Regions from separate parts of the Mus musculus genome. Here region 2 is linked to region 1. Evidence: chromatin contacts called from public HiChIP or PLAC-seq data. All regions are on one chromosome and are shown on one strand. Each heading gives the region's core, a stretch centred on a gene start, on an enhancer-like site or on the middle of the called end of the contact. The rest is flanking DNA. Distances are from core to core; before and after follow the strand shown.

Region 1 (3,851 bases), core at 1,177-3,676:
GTCTTCCAAATAAATACAATGAAGAAATAAAACTGAAAAAGTTTTAAAACTCCAGCCAATTTGCTCACTTGTAAAACTAGTTGTATCTATTTTTAGAGGTTTTTTTTTTCTGTTCTTTTCTAAGAGGACAAAGGATGGATGTGATTTGGGAGGGAGAGTGTGAACCCCAGGTATTTGTAGAGTGTGCTGTTGTAAAAGGTGATTCCTACAACTTCGTAAACCTCTCAGACTGATACCTTGGTTGCTTTAACCATGCAGCCTGTAATCGGAGCTCACTGTGAACTATTCATTACAAAACAACAACACCAATAAGCTGCTTATTTTGAACGGCATCATGTGTGATGTTTTCTTAGAGAAATTTAAAATAAGGCATATTTGTGTGTGAGAGAGATTTTGTAGATGGAAAAATGACTTTGACCACGATCACACAAATCTCAGATATACATTTTATTTTCCCTTTCAATTTGAGGGATTTCCATTTAGTTTACAAAATCAGTTCACAATCCTGGCAGCAATGGTCTGAATGTCTTTTCATTCTTAAACTCTAGGCCAAATGACTGAATTAAAATGCTTCTCTGCGAGCTGTTCTCAGTGTCTCAGTCTGTGGTTTGAACTTACTGTATGTCTTAACCTAAGGTAAGAGGTGAGGTTGAGTTTGCCTATTTCCATAGTTAATTCTTAAAAAGCAAAATGAGGCAGTATCTAGAGATATTTCTGTTGTTGGAAATTTTCTATCTCTAATATTTTCATGTATTTAACACTTTCAGAACTGCAATTCTATTTTTTCCTTTTGATCTTTGGTACAAGTTATCATAATATTAAAACTTTCGGTTGTAAAGTTTCTCTTTTACCTCCTTATATGGGATCTTCAGGCAGTCGCCTATTTCCCTTTCAATATTTCAGATCTTCAGTCCCTTTGTTTTTTATAGTGAGTATGCTTTAGCTTTCTGAAGTTTCTGTTGTGGATTTCCTTCTGGGTTTTAAACTAGGCTGTGGCCTGATAAGCTGTTTATGAAAATGTAACTTGCCATCTTCTGGCTTTCTTGTCTGTACCAGAGGAAACATGCCTAGGAGAGAAATGTGTTCTTCTGGCTTTTTCGGCTGCTTTCACTTGACAGCATGCATTCAGAAATCACATGTCCTTTCAGGATTTCTCTGTGTCTTGGGAAACTGGAACAAACCTGAATAGTTTAATATGCTTTCTGCTAATCTCTTGGAAAGGACTGGAGGAGTTTCATTAGGTAATCTAGTACAAAAATAAATATTTCAATGAAAGTACTAGAGGATCTTTCGGATCATAACAGTGACTATTTATTCTCTCAACCAAATGTATAATTTGGTCAGTCTACTTCTGCTTTATAAGGAAATGATCTGGTGAATATATATAAGGAAGTGGTAAAAGGAAAGTGGGAAAAACGCCAACTCTAGTGATTCCTTTCAGTCTTTGCATAACATTATTACTGTTGTTTCCCACAGGAAATTTAATGTAAATTATACATAGTACTCTAAAAGTAAATATTTTTTCTTTGCATCAATTTTAAAAAAAAATATAATCAGAATTCTCTATAAAGAGAGGCTCTATAGACACAAGATTAGTACTATTGTGTTCGAGTGAAAAATCCAAGCGGACTTTATAGACGTGAAAAATCACCCAGTTAAAAGTTGCCCCCTCTCATTTCATGTGTTCCCAGTGCCCCTCAGAAGATGATTTCACTTGCTTTCTATGGTCTAACCAGCTTCATGAAGGAAAAGAGAAAAGGGTTCCTTAGAGGCAAGCACTCACTGGTGCAGACCTAGAGGTGACCAACAGGTACTGACTGAGGTGCCCCCCCCCCTTTTTTTCTTCTCTCATATGTGTGTGTGTGTGTGTATAATCACCAAAGTGTCTTCTTTCGATTTTGCCCATTGCCATTGTTACCCTGTGAGTTGGTTTGTACTGAGCATAAGGAAGGTAGTATTTCTATGTCCACTTCCCTCTCCAAATGGCTAATCACTCCCTCTTCCCTCAGTGAATATCCCTGGGAGAGAAGTATGTTTGCATGCAGCCTGCTGACAAAGAGAAGGGGGAACAGAGAAATGGCTTCTGGTAAGACCCAGAATATGACCAGGAGCTTCTAATGTTTAGGCCTAGGTCCTTTAGTTAAAATTCATTGCCAAAATGTGGAATTTCTGGAATTTGTTTTCTTTCTTCTTTTTCTTTTCTCATAAACTTTTCCACTAAAACTGAAACTCAACACCAGCACCAGTGCATATACAGAGGTGCTCCATTTATCTACTGCTGTTATCAAAGACAATATTACCAGGTTTTGAAGTTAACATCAGAAACTATTCCCTTTCAATTCCTTCAGTGGCCAGCTAGCACTCCATCCTTTTGTTGCTCCAGTTTCCAGCCGCAGCCAAGCAGTCACTGGAATTGACTGACTTTTCCTTCTGTGTTTGTACACTGGCAGTACCATTGTAATTCTGCCGCCTCCCATGACACTGGCTTCCTCACTGGCCTGTTTGCTTTCAGCCTCCTTGCTATTTTAATTCAGCACAACAAAAAGGGCAAGAAATTGTATCTTCAGAAGAGCACTGTTTTCATCAGATCTCTCCTTTGAAAAGAAAAAAAAGGAAGAGAAACTTTCCACTTTCTTTTTTTACTTACAGAATAAAAATCAAACTTTTCATATAACATTTACAGTTAGTTTGTGCACCATTGTAATTATCGTAGCAAACCAACTCAGCCTATGTGTTGCAGACGTCTTTTTTCTCTCTTTCTCTTTCTCTCTTCCTCTCTTTCTTTCTTTCTTCCTTCCTTCCTTCCTTCCTTCCTTCCTTCCTCTCTCTCTCTCTCTCTCTCTCTCTCTCTCTCTCTCTCTCTTTCTTTCTTTCTTTCTTTCTTCCTTTTTTTCTTTGCATTTAGAACCATCGTGGGCTTTTCAACATCACAAACAATGCTATCTCCATTTTCATAATGCACATAGCACCTAAATAGCAAGAAAAGCAGAATAGCAAAAAAATGTTTCAAATAAAATGAATGAATAAATGAACAATGATCTAGACTAATGGCACAGCTGTAACTCAAGGGTTATTGCTGACACAGGTAAAGGAAAAGAACACTGTGGTTTACAGTGTTAGCATATCCCTTACAATCAAATCAATGTATGATAATAGACTCATGATTTTAAAAAGTGATTGTTTTTCTTTACTATTGTATAATATTCAGGAACTTCAAATTTCAACCATAAAGAGTACATACAAATATGCGATATGAATATTTGGTGCCTAGCATTTTAAAACTTTTTGCTTTTAATATTACTTTAAGAAAAGTCTTAAAAATCAGTTTTATTCTAATTAAAACAAATTACTTTTCCTTATACAGTTACTATTTTGTTGGGATTTTATATAGTGAAAATCTTACATTTACAACTAGAAATTAATTAATATATTCATTCTGTCTTTGAAAATAAATTAAATGCAACACGTTTTTTAATGCTCTATACTTTCATTAGTATAAAAAGCATTAGGTGCCATTTTGGTAATTTAAAATTTGCTCTAGCTGATCCTCTTCTCTTCATAATCATTTTCTACCCTCCAAACCCAGTCTGCTCCTGTTCATATCACCAAAATGAATTTTATATCAAGAGGGAAAGTGGCAGAAAGTTGTATGTCCTTTTGCTATGTTTGTTGTAGAAAGCATTTAGATGCAAATTCTTTCCTTGTTGTAAACTCCTTTAAGAAAGAAAAAGACAATCTCAAGTTTTAGCAGATATTTTAGGGATACTTCAAATAGCCCATAGCCTTTTTGAGAATAGGAAAGAAAAGAAAGGGAAGGGAAAGGAAGGGAAGGGAAGGGAAAGGGAAAGGGA
Region 2 (3,861 bases), core at 1,359-3,858, 510 kb before region 1:
AAGGGCTCCCTAAGAGCTTACTCAGACCTTGGTATGTACAAGAGGGAGGAGGTGGTGTGCGGCTGGACCAGAATCTTCGTGACTTTTGCCAATTATTTTATTGTCTCTCCGCACGAAGCTGAAGATGCCTACCCCCTCACCACCCTACCGAGAGCGTTTCTCACCCTGAGAGCGAGCGGCGAACTGGAGGTGAACTGAACTGGGAGGCGCTGGCCCAATAGGGCGCCAGAGTCTTTGGGTAGTGGTCTCCTTTGAAAGCCACCATTTGTGAAGGCCAAGTCTTTCATCTAGGAGAGTGTACATAGGGTAGCGCAGGTTGTCAACCCGACTAAGCTGGCGGCCTGTGGGAAACTTCACGCACAGGCATTCACGACCTTGGTGAATTCAGAATCCTTCAGGTCGCTCACATCCCATTCTTCGCGCCACAGCTGAATCCTTCTGGGGCACCGGGATCTGTGCTGTGGAAGCCTTCCAGGGCTCCACAGTTCCGTGAAAGTCGGGGGAGGGGGCAAAAAAGCAGCGAAATAGCCTTCAGGCTACTTTGCAAACCTATTCAGTTTGCTTGTTCTGCCCATATAGGCACTCAGTTCCGGGGGGGAAAATAGAAGCATCAACAACTTTCTCCACCATATCCTCTCCTCAAGTGTGGGAGTGCAGGAGGTGAGCATTTTTCTCTCTCCTCCTTTCAGCCTCCCTCCCTTTTTAAGCAATTAAAAACCCATCAGCTCAATGAAGAAATAATAATAATAGCAATAATAATGTGGAGTGGTCGATTAGATACAAATTATCTCACAAATATTGTGTACAGCTTGTAGTAAAACACCGCAGACAATTAGAAACGCTATAGAAGTTTTAAAAAAATGCAAAACTAGTCTATTGTAAAACAGATTTCACCTGAAATACAGCTGCTATAACCAAGGCGCTGAAAGGTTATTCATAGGCACACATCTGTCTTCCCACCCTCCCCCGCCCCCCACCCGTTACCCAGCTCCTTGCCCTTCTTAGAGAGGAGCAACCAAACAAATCTTACTCAGAGTAAACAATATATATTGATCAGCAGAAAAAGGTTGGAGGGAAATTGTCCTGGCAGCAGGGAATACAGGGTCCCCACCTGGACTTCTTAATATAATTGTGTTTCAGAGTTGAGAAGCCTGAATGTGTGTGTGTATGTGTGTGTGTGTGTGTGTGTGTGTGTGTGTGTGTGTGCGCGCGCGCGCGCGCGCGCGTGCGTGCGTGTTTGCCTGAGCGCGCGCGCGTGTGTGTGTTTCTTTTCTTAACATAAGTCATAAGAAGTTAGAAACCCCTGTGAAAGAAAAGAAGAGCTAGCAAGCTAGAGAGATAGCAACAATAAAGGATGTAATGCTGAAAGGAAGGTAAAGAGAGAATTGTATCAGCACTGCTCCCAGTGCAGCGGGCCACCTCCTTGCTTCCTCCAGTCAGAGATCGTGGCAGGACGCGTCTGTTTTCACCGTGTGCGAATAAACCTCGTGTGGCTGCTGATCCCCTGGCGGAGTCATTCTTTTTTCTTTTTGTCTTCTATTACAGAACCAGACACGCACCACTTCTTTCTCCAACTGGAGACTGTCTGCCAGCGAGGAGATCTCCTGCGCTGCAGGCTTGGGACACTTGAGGAAATGTGTTTCCAGTACGCCCTTGACACTCACCTCGATGGAGGTTCGCTTCTTGCGTTTGCGGCCTTGAGCAGCGATCTTGTCAATGCTGGTCGGGCTTCCTGTGGATGAATCAGCCTCCTCCAGCCACTTATTTAATAGCGGTTTCAGCTTGCACATGTTCTTGAAGCTCAGTTGTAAGGCCTCGAACCTGCAGATGGTAGTCTGCGAGAACACGTTGCCATACAGTGTGCCCAGTGCCAGCCCCACGTCGGCTTGCGTGAAGCCCAACTTGATTCTTCTTTGTTTGAATTGTTTGGCGAACTGTTCCAACTCATCAGAGGTTGGAGTCTCTTCATCAGAGTGGTCCTGGCAGTGGTGCGAGCCCAGCTCACCATGGTCTGGAGGCTCCCGGAGCACTGGATGCAGGCTCTGTGTGGAGGCAGCAGCTGGTGGTGGAGTGAGTCCCCCGTGCTCCAGCATACCGCTCACGGTGAAGCCTGGCTGCGAGTACACATTGAGGGGTTGGCCGCTGGACGTGATGGACGAGTTTGGAGCAGGGCTCGCTCCCCAGGCGTTCGGATGGTTAGTGTGCGGCGAGTGGTGGGCTACGTGCGGCGAGCGGTGATGGATGATTGCGCCCAGTTGCAGATCTTCGCGTCCCGGCTTCACGTCTTGCTGGTCCAGGGGGCTGGTGGCCAATGTGGAGGACCACGGGCCCCCGTCGCTAAGACTGGTCACCCAGTGATGCCCGAGGGGATGCCCATTGCTGGGAACTCCCTGCAAGTAGTCACTTTGGAGAAGTTTCTGAGGATTGCGGAAAGGACTTCCCTGCTGCATGCCCGCGGAGTCCGCATGGACAAGGGAGCTGGAACTGAGAATGCTGTAGGGATTCGAGGCAGCTGTGGCCATGGTCGATGAGGATCCTCTACTAGTTATAATGTGGCAAAGGGAGCAGCTTCAGCCTTTGACATCTATGGTGCGGGGGAACCAAAGCCGCTAGCGCGGGTTACCGGCACCCGCGGAGGCCAATCGCAGTGCGACTTGGCCTGGCCAGGCATAAACACAGCCAATGGTGGTGCGGGAGGCCGAGCTCGCTTTCCAAATTAGGCTGGCAAAGCTCGGGAGTTTCAGTGAGACCCAAGCAGGAAGTGAATCAATCTTTAGGCTCCATTGGCTGCCTAGCTCAGAGTGGCAGCGGCTCTTTTAGTTAACCCTTTCCCCCCTCCCGGAGACTACAAGGCTGTTAGTGGCAGAGAATAAATAGAAGGTAGATATTTGTATGGAGGGGCAGCGAGGAGGCTAACTTCAGTTTCAGGTCGCCTTTTAACTTATTTAAATTAAAACAAATAAATAAAACAAATTAAAATATCATTTTGATCTTAATGCATGAAAGAATTCCGGTTTAGTTAGCGTTTGGGTTAATGTGTGGACAGGGAAAATAAAAGGCATCTGCAAACTTTGAGCAAAGAGCGATGTCTTAGGTCAGAACCCCAAATAAAATTTCCATGATCCAATAAACGTTATCCCAGTATATGTTGCTCACTTATATTTCATTTATAAGAAATTAAAAAGCTTAAACGATACCCCCCCCTTTTTTTTCTTAAAATTTAGATTCAGTGTATGAAGGTTTTGGAATGTAAATCTTAAAGTGATCTTTGGAAGACTCAGTCAGTTTGAAGTTTGCTGGTTAATTGGAAACCTGGCTTTATCTTGGCTCCCCTGCCAGTTTCCATCAGAGGTCTCTCCACTATGCCAGGGGAGCTGCTTGCTGAAGCCCGCAGTCATCTTTCACGCTCACCCCGACACACTGAAAACCCACTCCCCCACTCCCAGTAGGCAGAAGGGAAGGCATTCATAACACCATGCCTGCCTAATGCTGCCCCTTGACAACTCTTTGAAACATTTGTATCCTGCTTCCTTGGCAGTGAGAAGGAAATATTGAGAATCATGCTTCCTCTACGAATTTCTGAAAATTTAGAGAATCAGAGAGGAGAAATGAGGAGAGAGGGAAGAGAAGAGCAGGGAGATGAAGGGGGTGGGGGAAAACTGGAAGAAATCCGGTGAGAGAGATCTTGGTGGCTAGACATCTTTTTCAACTCCTCCATCCCTCCACAACTGCCACAAAGCTTGAGTTAGCTTTCAGCCTTGGGGACCCAACTGTTTTTCAAATTTTGGTTAAAAGAAAGGCTTTTATGAGTCAGAGTAGACTAACTCCACTACCTTCACAGCCCCATGTAAAGGTGTTGTT

The links. HiChIP or PLAC-seq counts read pairs in DNA pulled down with a chosen protein or histone mark.
Region 2: a contact with region 1 is called in an H3K27ac HiChIP or PLAC-seq map of neural progenitor cells, with 8 times the contacts expected there. The contact joins the promoter of Pou3f4 here to the enhancer-like site in region 1. A contact is called at or near these places in 2 of 484 Hi-C or Micro-C datasets (cerebellum and cochlea) and 10 of 115 datasets of contacts at active chromatin or transcription factors (astrocytes, differentiating embryonic stem cells, embryonic forebrain and 6 more).

What each region holds. Positions count from the first base shown.
Region 1 is chrX:110,301,461-110,305,311 of GRCm38.p6, reverse strand. No RefSeq gene overlaps it. Among named protein-coding and RNA genes, the nearest start is that of Gm26108, 320 kb to the left of the region's middle. Within about 2 kb of position 2,426, at least 2 of the 459 cell types and tissues checked have an H3K27ac peak or open chromatin away from gene starts, as enhancers often do. A contact at or near this core is called in neural progenitor cells, where this site is marked.
Region 2 is chrX:110,813,126-110,816,986 of GRCm38.p6, reverse strand. It overlaps Pou3f4 (POU domain, class 3, transcription factor 4), which reads right to left and starts at 2,608. Exons shown (of 1, transcript NM_008901.2): 1 at 1-2,608. The coding sequence starts at 2,522. The coding sequence ends at 1,437.